Regions from separate parts of the Sus scrofa genome. Here all the other regions are linked to region 3. The links are chromatin contacts, called in public HiChIP or PLAC-seq maps. All regions are on one chromosome and are shown on one strand. The core of a region is the stretch at or near the end of the contact, and the rest is flanking DNA. Distances in the headings are between cores, read along the strand shown.

Region 1 (3,559 bases), core at 940-3,439, 140 kb after region 3:
TAGGATCACCTTCCAAAAAAACTACTTACAACTAAGGTCTTGTTTCAGGGACTGCTTCTGGGTGAAACCAACCTAAGGACACCAAATGTTGAAAAAAAAAATGTTTTTGAAAACTGGGTTTTTGTTTTCTGTGAAGCGTTCCCAGTTAAAATTGTACATGTCAACCAAAATAGGTTGAAGGGTTGGGTTTGGCCAGCAGACTATCACTTTGGGATTCCTGATGTAAGCTAAGACTTCATCTGCCTTTCTTACAGCAATCACCCAAGGAAAGGAACACATTTGCTAGAGAAAGGTGTTTGAGAAAGAATTGCATGAGAAAGTTGTAAAGGTGGAGATTCATGCTGAGTGGAAATAACCGATTAAAATACAGGGAATTAAGAAGGGATCAGCTATGCTGCTGCTGCTGGAGGCGGCAGGCAGCTTCCACCCCGGCTTCCTGCGGCAAGCCTTCTCTTTTGAATGCACCCTCAGCAGCCCCCACTCCCACCAGCGTAAGTCACATGAAGGCTCCAGGGGAAGTCTCTGAGCCAGCCAGACCCAGCAGCCGCCTACACCAAACTGGTTCTGCAGCGAGAGTGACAAGCCAGGACCTGCTAGCTGCAGGGCCCTCCGAATCAGACTCATCTGGCTCCTAGTCAGCCACCCTCCCTGGAGCCACAAGATAGCTGCTGTTCTGCGTGATCTTAGTCCAGCTTACTTGGCACAAGGAGAAATGCCAAGAGTGTAGTTATGAAGCGCTCTTGGGAGAAGCCTTGAGCCCCCACCCCTGGCACTTCTAGCCAAGCCGGTTTTCTTGGTAGTCATCCAATTCAGGCACCCCAAGTGCTGACTGGAGGCACTGTCATCCCGGTGCTTCCCAGAGGAAGACATGCCAGACCCTGGAGGGTAGAGGGCTGCACCTGGCTGGGATGCCTGAACAGGCCCACAGGTGAGAAGCAGCACCTCGTGCCCCAAGCCGTCTCCAGCAGTGGTTATAGAGCCTGTGCTATTTTAAGTTCCTTTGTCATCACTGCAAGCAAACTGGACTGAGGGAGTCTGATTAGAAGGGGAAGAACAGGTTTAACAGAGCTGGGGTGGCGGGGGCTGCTTCCTTGAGTTGGCACCACAGCACCAGGCAGAAGAGCTCAGTGCTTCTGAGGCTCAGAACTGGGTTAGGATCCAGCTCTGGTTTCTGAGCAACTTGTCTGACAAAAGAAGCAAGGAGGAAGATTCTGAGGTTCAAGGGCCAGTGGCTGTAATTCCTATCACAGGAAAAACCATGACAATAATAATACCTTATTATAAATGTGCTTTATTGTATATGCTACCTTCATGGACCTGATCTCATTTGATCCTTACTACTATCCTATGAGGCAGGCGGGTATTATTTGTCCCACCTTAAATATAAGGAATCTAATATTCACCCAAGTAAGTGACTTGCCCAAGGTCATAGTCTTAAGAAAGGGACAATGGCAGGGCCTGAATCAATTGCAGAAGGGGGTTTGGGAATCTAGACCTGCTCAGCTAGAGGTTTCTGTAGCATGAGGGGAGCTCAGGGAGAGAGGGGAAGCCTTGGCCTTCAGCTGGTGGCCTCAGGAAATGTGGGGCTTCATGGATCAGTGGCTGAGGAGTGGACCCACCCCAGATCCTGTGGGTGGTCTGGCACTACAGGGTGATCACAGCAGGCGTCAGGGCAGCTTCATCGTCTTTCTTAACTGGCAAGTACGAAGGGTTTTTCTCTTTCCATCTTGCTGCCCCCTGAGTCAGCTCTCTGGCATTGCCCTGGCATGTCTTGGGCCCCACACCCAGGCAGTGAGGAGGCACTGGCAGATTGCCTGGGGAATGCTGCTGTCCTAACTCAAGCCAAGTTCCAGTTATGACCCCCTTTCCAGAGGCAGCCCAACAATGGCTGCATTGGGAGCTGCGACTTGTAGGCCTAGGGTGAGTCTCCCTCTCACCGCTTGGACTTCCTGGCACAGGGGACATTGGGCACATGTGAGGGCTGTAGCCCAGAAGGGGATGCAGGGATCAAATACATTTTATGGACTGGCTGAGCCAGGTTCCTACCCAGATCCCTGCTTGGGTTTCCAGTCACATCCAAATAGCTGGGGAGGGAGTTGCTTTTGGACAGAAAGGGGGAGAAGAGAGCCAAGACTCCAGCCTGAAGCTGCCTCAGCTGTTTCTGGGGCTCTGACTCAGAAGCCACTTCTCAGGAATGTTGAGCACATGGGCCTCTGAGCCCTTGCCCAGGCACAGCGGAATGAACAGCTGGGCTCAGGGACAGGGGTGGCTCACCCTTCTCCCTCTTCTCTGAGGACACCCCTTCCATGAAGCAGATTGAGGGCTTGTCCTAGAAGGCCCTGGTTCCTCTGTCCAGGAAGGAAGTTTCTCCAGACCACCTCAACCCCCAGGCATCAACCCCTGGCAATGCCAGTCTACAGCTACTAGTTTGCACTTATCAAAATGCTGCATTGTGTGAATGCCCATCTCTACCCTTCTCTCTAGATAGCTCCTCAGCTCCATTGTAACTTCCTTAATCTTATGCTCAGGGTTAAAAAAAAAAAAAAAAAAAGAAAAAGTGCCCTTGTCATACTATTCATCTGATAGATATATTGACTGACTAATAGCCTGAGGATAAGAAATGAAGAAAAGAGGGTAAAGAGAAAGCAGTGAGAAAGCCAGCAGTCTGGGTCACATCCCACAATCTGGAGAATCTACTTCCCTTTCCAAGCAAAACTCCCAGGCTGCTTGGAGAAAGGAGAGCAGAAAAGCTGCGATGAGGTGGCCTGGTACTTCCTTGCCCCCAGCACCGACCCCAACCCCAGACACCCTCATGTTTGCCTAGGGCCATCAGGAAGCCTTCTACCTCGAGAGGAGGGGGCCCTGCAGCGATTCTCCAAATGTAGGCAAAGTTTCTACTCTCTGCTTCTTGTCTCTATTTCATTTCTCTAGAGCAGGTAGATAACACAGGGGATGATCCACAGTGAATGAGAGGCAAGGAAAACTACCCCTGCAATAGATATCATGTCAGCAGCTTATTTTTTATTTTATTACCTTTTGCTTCTTAGGGTCGCACCTTTGGCATATGGAAGTTCCCAGGCTAGGGGTCAAATTGGAGTTGCAGCTGCCGACCTATGCCACTGCCACTGCAAGTGGGATCTGAGCTGTATCTGTGACCTACTCAATGGTAGGTCACCCCTACCTCATGGCAGGTTAGGTTAGGGTTAGGATTAGGGCAACTCACGGCAATACCAGATCCCCAAACCACTGAGCAAGGCCAGGGATCGAACCCACATCCTCTTGGATGCTAGTCAGGCTCGCAACCCACTGAACCACAATGGGAACTCCTCAGCAGCTTATTTTAGGTTTTAGGTTTAATTGTCTGTGTACCTCCTTAGATCATAAGAGCTGGGAGGACAGGAACAGAGTCTATATTGTTCACTGAGCTAGTCCCAAAGCCTGGCATGCTACATGGTACAGAGCAGGCACTTTGTAGGATGCTCCATACACGGTCCTTGACTTGGCTAATTCAGGGGCATCTGGAATTTACCAGTACCTTTCTGCTCTATACATAGCTGCT
Region 2 (3,795 bases), core at 552-3,051, 170 kb after region 3:
CACCCCTTTCCAGAGTGACTTTGGGTGCTGGCATCGTAGGGTGAGGTTGGAGGTTGGAAGGTGGCCCCTTCCTGTAGGAGAAGTCCCTGTTTTCTTCCTGCTGCTTGCTCTAGTCCCCTGTCAGGAGCTGTGCTCCAAGCTTTGAGGCTGTGCTGAAACTCTAGAGGTGAGTGGCTGACCCCTTTCTCTGCTGAGGCTGGAGAATGGGAAGGGGAGGAGTGGGTGTGATGGGCTTCTGCCCCTGTTTCTGTGCTTGCAGCTTTCTGGACAGCCTTGGCAGGCTGACAAAGGTCCTGATCCCATGGGTGCCGAAAGGGTGGTGACAGGAAAAGATGGGCACTTTGCACCTCTTGAGTGCCTCTCGGCAGAGGCCCTTTGTCTTCTGCCCATGGCCAGACAGAGCCATTGGGGAAACTAAGACTCAAAGTTGGCTGGTTTGTTTTGAACTGCAGGCATTCCATTGATTTACCAATGAATGCCAGTGCTCACATCCCAGCATCCTTAAGCTTCGTGGTCCTCACTCACCCCTTGGCTCTTCTCTTTAATTAATTAATTAATTAATTAATTAATTTGTCTTTTTTGCCATTTTTTGGGCTTCTCCCACGGCATATGGAGGTTCCCAGGCTAGGGGTCTAATCGGAGCTGTAGCCAATGGCCTACGCCAGAGCCACGGCAATGCGGGATCCGAGCCACGTCTGCAACCTACCCCACAGCTCACAGCAAAGCCAGATCCTTAACCCACTGAGCAAGGCCAGGGATCGAACCCGCAACCTCATGGTTCCTAGTCAGATTCATTAACCACTGAGCCACGATGGGAACTCTGGCTCTTCTCTTTAAAATACAGATTCTGGACATCTCGTTCCTGTGATGAATCCTGATGCATCACCCCCACACCTCTCCACTCTAAGCCCAGTGAGGCAGATCTCTCCTTTCTGCTGGCTAGGTCTCATTCTCGTCTGTACCCAGCTCTGTGGGTAGAGACTGCTCTCTGGTGGGGATATTTCCAGCCACTTCCCCCCAACACCACCTCTACTTCCTGGGCCCTATCAGCAGCAGCAGCAGCTTCCCATCTGCTCCCCTCTTTTCTCCTCCCTCTCTTTCCCCTCCCCCTGCTAGCTGCTGCCCTGGGAGGAGCTATTTTTAGGGGCTGCTTCCTGGGATGTTTTACTTGGGGCTGGTTACCATGAAGGAAATGTCACCAAAACAGTGGGCAAAGGCTGCAGGCACCCAGAGCCCTGCCGGGGGCATGGAGAACTCAGCAGCTGACCCTGTTCTGGCCCTTCAGAGTATCCAGAGTGTCCAAAGGCAGAACCTTGCCTTCTTGGGGCTTGCCAGTGACCCCATGGGGATTTTCTCTGTCCAAGCTGACTTGGAGACTTTCATTATGGGGCACTTCTTGGTGCCTCCCTCCTTTTCCTCCTTAGTTAAAGCTTCTCTTGTCCTAAGATATAAAGACCAAAGTAAGGCTCGGGTCTTTGTGTCACCCAGTTAAAACTGCTTGAGTTAGGACAAAGACAAGGGGAGGACACCAGGTTAAAGGACAGAGCCTTGGAGGTTCATGTGAGCACGTTTTAGGCCCTGTCCTGCTATCTTCACAACCCTCAGCTAGTCCCTGGGTGTGTGGGTGTGAAGGAATTAGAAGCCATGGCCCCTGCTCTTACATAATGCATGGACTTTGCTCTTAATTGGGAACTTTGCACCTTTGGAGTGAGATTCAGAGAGGAGCGGATGTGGCATCACAGTGTCAGGGTGAGGTCAGTGGGATTGTGGCTTGAGATTCCCACTGGTCAGTGCCCAAGGCCAGGGGCTGTTTATAAGCAGCTGGGGAATGCGGATTATGACACCAAATCCCTGTGCTGCCCTTGTCTCTGCTCCTCAGAGCAATGCCTCGTGGGACAGGGGGGCGGAAGGGGCCACTCAGAAGGGCAGCAAGAGGAGACACCCAGATCAAGCATCTGAACTCAGTGGAGCTGTGGGAAGCTTTTCCCAGTCCATCCTGCAGCCACAGGCACAGACCTTTGAAATACCCTTTGAAAAGTCAAGGGTGTCATTGAAATTAGAACTTGACAATCTCTAGTAGGACTCTGCACCCTTTCCCACTGACAAAGGGTTGTATGTTTAGGTGGCAGCTGGATCTTCATTGAAGCCCTGATGGCGTTTTTGGTTTTAGGGAGATGTCACTAAACTGGCCAGCGTGTCTTGGCAGGGCTGTGGCGAATCTGGCCCACCCTGCCGGCCTTGATCCTGTTGTTAAAGGAACATAAATTTGGAGTAGGTTTCTCCCTGGGTCCTGGGGGAGAGGTGTTTCTAGGGCTCTGCCTCCCCTCTGCTACATACTATCTCCTCACTGTCCACTTCCTCTTTTCTGTATCTGGTCACCCCTTGCTACCCTTCCTTTCAGTTTAGGTATTTGGCCTTTGTGGTGCCCTAGACCAAGTCTTGAGGCACTTGGGCAGAAGGTGAAAGAGGCGAGGGCTCCAGGGATCCTTGTGTCCCAGGGCCTGGCTCTGGTGGGCTATTAGGAAGGCCTGAAGCGGGACCTTTATAATGATCACTTTTGCTTTCTGATCCTCTTGCTGCCTCTGCTCTTGAGGGGGAGAACCTTGCAGAGGGCTGTGGTTGGAGCTGGGCTGAAGGCCGGCAGGGCTAGGTCTCTCCATGGCAGTAGCACACAGGCAGGCAGGAAGTGGCCCTGTGCAAAAGCGGGAAGTGGCTCTTGTCAAACAGGAAGGGGGGGCTGGGCTGTGTGAGGGGGTGGGGTCGAGCCCAGTTGAAAGGTAGATGGGAAGAGGGTCAGCCTTGGAAGGTCTAGGCTCCTCCCTGGGAACAGTGAGCTCATTGGTCGCTGGAAGGACGGGTGTTGAAGCTGCTCCTTTATGACAGGAGCATGGGCTGGCATGTTATCACCTTGGGATGCCTGGACTTACCACTGTGGACCAGCCAGTTCAGTGGCCTCACTCCTTTGGGGACTGGAGGTGCCGAGTTTACAGGACAGATTTGCAGCTGGAAAAAGGGCTCTGCAAACCTTACTTGTTCCTGGAACACCGCTGCTGCTGGGGTGGAGCCCTCTGCTTTTTCCCAGGCGTGGAGCAGCCCTGGAGGGGACAACAGGACAGGAAGTGTAGGGGAAACGGACAGGAGACAACAGCTGGAGAGACTGGGGTGGCCAACAGCTGGCCAGCTTCGTGAGGAGTGAGGAGGCAGGGAGAGAGTGGTAGGCAAAAGCCGCACGGCTCATTGAGCAGAGCTTCGGGATGGCAGGGCACCCCAGCCAGCAAGGCAGAGGACGAGGAGGATGAGGGATCCCATGGGCAGTGGCACTTCCTGGGCTGTCCTCTCTCTGAGGAGCCCCTTTGGTAACCTTTACGTGCCGGTGGTAGACTAGGGTGGGCCTTACCCAAGTGGGAGGAACACCCCCACCCCAGGGAGGCCGCAACGGAGCCAGGTCCAAGGGCTCAGTTGGTGTGCCCTGCTTAGGCTGAGGGAGGATGGGAATGACTCTCTCGGTGTCTCTAGTGATGGCCATGGCCACAAGCGCAGCCTGGGAGGCCTTGTCCGTCTCATCACCAGGCCCTTGGAAGGGAGGCTCTCCCTCTGTCAGGCCCTGTGCTGAGCAATTACCCAGATACATCACTGAATCCACAGTTGTCGCCACCTCCATTTTAGAAGTGGGGAAACTCTTTTCCCAGATATGTGCCTGGCTCACTCTCCCTTCCTTCTGGTTCTAATCAAAGGTCACCTCCTTGCTGAAGCCTCCCTGGCCACCTGTTTAAGTGGTCACTCTCCCCCTTCCCT
Region 3 (3,891 bases), core at 260-2,759:
ACCTGTGGCACATGGACATTCCCTGGCTGGGGGGTTGAATCAGAGCTGCAGCTACAGGCCTACATGACAGCCACGACAATACCAGATCCAAGGCACATCTGTGATCTACGCCACCACTTGTGGAAACACAGATTCTTAAGCCACTGATCAAGGCCAGGGGTCAAACCTGCAACCTCATGGATACTAGTTAGGTTTTTAACATGCTGAGCCAAAATGGGAACTCCTGAATAATTTTAAATGCATGATAAACATCTTTTTTTTTTTTTTTTTTGGTCACACCTACAGCATGTGGAAAGTTCTGGGGCCAGGGATCAAACCCATGCCACACCAGTGATAATGCTAGATCCTTAAGCCACTGAACCTCCAGGGAACTCCAAACATCTTCTTTTAAGATTCCCCCTTTTTCTCTCTATAGTCAGTATATATAGTATCATTTGAAGAAAATATTAAAGTCCAATCCCTTCATAAATATAAGGCCAGGTATTGGGGGTAAGGGAAAGGCCCTCAAACACTCTCTGCTTTCCCATATTTGGAACCTAACCTCAGATCAGTAAAAGTCACTGCTGATGCCCCAAAAATTCTGTCTTCACTAGGTTTTCAAGCATTTAAATTGTTAACCTGAGGAATGAGCTCTAATGAAACTCCAGGTATTAGCAACTGACAGTGCAGTCTTTTTACTATTCTTCAAATAAGAAGTGCTGCCTCCATAAATGATTCATTCCATCCTCTTGTCTTTTTGTGTATATACATATGATTTTATCAAATAATAATAATTATATGTGTGAAAACTTCAAAAGATTCAGGGAGATGTATGAAAATAAAGAATTCTTTTATATACTTGGGCACAAACTTTACTTTAAAATAGCAAAAAGCAGATTCATTCTGGGGCATCCCAGTACCAGCCAATATGCTTTGTTCCTGGCACTGCCGAAATTTTGAGAAAGGTCAAGGGGCCTAAGCCATTAGTCATCCAGAAACCTGAGTGAAGGCCACGAGCAGTTACAATTTTTAGGAGGGAGTCTGAACACTGAGTACAATGACCAGCTTTAATCTGGTTCAAGCAGCAAGTGCACAGCACAGACTCCCCATGTGTACACTGTGTGATAACACCAAAACATGCTGTTCCAACCCCATGCTCCTAGATTTAAAGATATTACAGGCCTCAGCCACAAACTATTCCTTTCCTCAACCTAACTCAGTGACACTGCAGGACACTGAAGGTGTCTACCCAAAACTAAAATTAAAAACCACAATGAGTCATACCAAAGACATTCAAAACCCTTCAAGGTCCAAACTTTTTTGCTAGAACATGTACATTGAGATAACAAAGCTAAAAAACACACACAAAAACACCAAAGCCTGGCTAAATTCTTTTATTTCAGATGAAATCAGGAGGGTGTGCAGCCAGTTTCGACTTCCCTGCAAACAAAACAGGATTCTGCCAGGGCCCAGAGATAACTGCAGGGGAAGTAGCACATTGGCGATGGGAGGTTTCCAAGTGTCACTGCTGCCCAAGCTATACCCTCCTAAAGTCTTAGGGAGAGCTTACTTGAAAGGTAGAGTATGAGTCACAACTTCTGAAACCAGAATGCCTAGTCCTAGTCTTTCTCCTCTCTTCTTTCACCTCCTGTTCAAATATAGCATCTGTGAAGGAAGAGGAGATTCTAAGCCTAAGAGGTTCAGTCAAAAACTCTGCTCCTATAGGTCCATCAGCTCCTCTGGTCCTTCCTCTGTTTCATGCTAGGATTATGGAAGAACATATAAGATAAACATATAAGCAAGCGTGTCTTACAGACATTAGTAGTTTTCAAATGTATGTCGATACTGCTGTGATAAATAAAATAAAAATTTCTCTTAAGACATAACAAAATCAGAGAGAGACAAATATCATATGAGATCACTAATATGTGGAGTCTAATTTAAAAACAACACCAAAGAACTTATTCACAAAACAGAAAAAAACTCAAAGATTTCAAAACCAAACTTATGGTTACCAAAGGGGAAATTCCAGGAGGAAGGATTGGCATACACACATTCCACATACAAAACTGGTTGGTAACAAGGATCTACTACATAGCTCAGGGAAATCTATTCAGTACTCTGTGATAGCATATATGAGGAAAGAATCTGAAAAAGAATGGATATATACATGTATATGTATGACTGAATCACTTTGCTGTACACCTAAAACTAACACAACACTAAGTCACCTATATTTCACTAAAATTTATTTAAAAGAATTACAAATTCATCTTAACTTTTATTCTTATGCATTCTTTTTTTTTTTCTTTTTAAAGGGCTGAACCCACAGCATGTAGAAGTTCCCAGGCTAGGGGTTGAATCAGAGCTACAGCTGCCAGCCTGTGCCACAGACACAGCAACATCAGATCCAAGCCGAGTCTGCAACCTACACCACAGCTCAGGGCAATGCCGGATCCTTAACCCGCTGAGCAAGGCCAGGGATCAAACACACATCCTCATGGTTCCTGGTTGGGTTTGTTAACCACTGAGCCACAAAGGGAAGGAACTCCTCCTTATGAATTCTCAATCAACTAAGAATAAAGAATCTCATTATTATTATTTGAAAGTCCTTATTCTAAAAAAAGTTGACAATCGCTGTTCTACAGTAGAATGTAATGAATGAGTTATATGCATCTAAACACAAAGTGTAATAGACACAATATGAGAATGTTTTTACTTTTGAAGAAAACTGACAAAAACTAAGATGTGCTTTAAAAAAAAGGAACACAATCTGGAGATAAAAATCAACAGTAGGTTTAACATCAACCAACAGTCATTCTAAATAAGGATAATAACAAAATAATTAACAGAATTAGGACCCAAGCGAACCATAAGCTTGTAACCATTTAATAATAATGCTTTAAAATATACACAGCCAAAATTGACAATTATGAGGAAAACTGACAAATATACATTTATTATAGATAAACAGACCTCAGTCATAAACTGATAGTTGAAACCAAACAGTAAGACTATAACAAGTTTGATCAATAATACTTATATGTTGACCTCATTGAGAAAAGCAGAGCCCTATACCCCAAAAAAGATATTGTTTTGGCCACACCCTCAGCATGCAAATTCCAGGGCCAGGGATTGAACCAGTGCCACAGCAGTGACAAAGCCAGATCCTTTACCACTGAGCCACTAGAAAACTCCAAGAAGAGATTCTTACAAGGAAGAGTAAGAAAGAGAAACTATAGAATTTGAACCTTGTCTCTGCCATTTGTGTACTGGGTAACTTTCAGCAAGTTACTATGAGCTTCTCTGAGTCTCAGCTTCCTCATCTGCAAGATGAGGTAGATTAAACAACACAACTTAACATACCCAGCCCCTAAAAGGTACCCAAGTGATGTTTATAAGGTTATTTTGCTTCTACTAAGGAAAAAACAAAGATTTTAAATAGTACTAGGGGGAAAAAAACTTCAACCTTAAGAAACTCTTAATGTGGTATCAGACCTATATAGGAATAGTCAAGGTAATAATTAAGAAAATACTTGTTTGTGTCTAATTACTTTTAGTGTTTTTGTTTGCATTTACAGAGTAGGGTTGGAGCAACCAATGGCCTCAATTCATCTGTAAAATAAAGTAGTTGGATTAAATAATCTCTATGATTCCTTTTAGTTTTAAAATACTATGACTTCAGTTCTCCTTGTGGCTCAGTGGGATAAGAACCCAACATAGTGTCCATGAGAATACAGGTTTGATCCCTGGCCTCACTCAGTGGGTTAGGGATCTGCATTGCTGCAAACTGCAGCTTAGATCCAGTGTTGCTTTGGCTCTGGCGTAGACCTGCAGCTGCAGTTCCGACTGGAACCCTAGCCCGGGAGCTTCCATATGCCACAGGGGCAGCCATAAGAAGAATAAATAAAT

What was found. HiChIP or PLAC-seq counts read pairs in DNA pulled down with a chosen protein or histone mark.
Region 1: a contact with region 3 is called in an H3K27ac HiChIP or PLAC-seq map of skeletal muscle. The contact joins two enhancer-like sites. A contact is called at or near these places in 3 of 47 Hi-C or Micro-C datasets (embryonic fibroblasts, epiblast stem cells and skeletal muscle) and 2 of 2 datasets of contacts at active chromatin or transcription factors (alveolar macrophages and skeletal muscle).
Region 2: an H3K27ac HiChIP or PLAC-seq map of skeletal muscle shows a contact between it and region 3. The contact joins two enhancer-like sites. A contact is called at or near these places in 2 of 2 datasets of contacts at active chromatin or transcription factors (alveolar macrophages and skeletal muscle).

Annotation. Positions count from the first base shown.
Region 1 is chr14:76,604,166-76,607,724 of Sscrofa11.1, reverse strand. It overlaps a transcript of CAMK2G not described here. Among named protein-coding and RNA genes, the nearest start is that of CAMK2G, 13 kb to the right of the region's middle. Within about 2 kb of position 2,189, at least 25 of the 83 cell types and tissues checked have an H3K27ac peak or open chromatin away from gene starts, as enhancers often do. A contact at or near this core is called in skeletal muscle, where this site is marked.
Region 2 is chr14:76,582,302-76,586,096 of Sscrofa11.1, reverse strand. The region is part of intron 2 of CAMK2G (calcium/calmodulin dependent protein kinase II gamma); the gene reads left to right. Among named protein-coding and RNA genes, the nearest start is that of CAMK2G, 8.3 kb to the left of the region's middle. Within about 2 kb of position 1,801, at least 31 of the 83 cell types and tissues checked have an H3K27ac peak or open chromatin away from gene starts, as enhancers often do. A contact at or near this core is called in skeletal muscle, where this site is marked.
Region 3 is chr14:76,747,634-76,751,524 of Sscrofa11.1, reverse strand. All of the region lies in intron 2 of VCL (vinculin), which reads right to left. Among named protein-coding and RNA genes, the nearest start is that of VCL, 49 kb to the right of the region's middle. Within about 2 kb of position 1,509, at least 17 of the 83 cell types and tissues checked have an H3K27ac peak or open chromatin away from gene starts, as enhancers often do. A contact at or near this core is called in skeletal muscle, where this site is marked.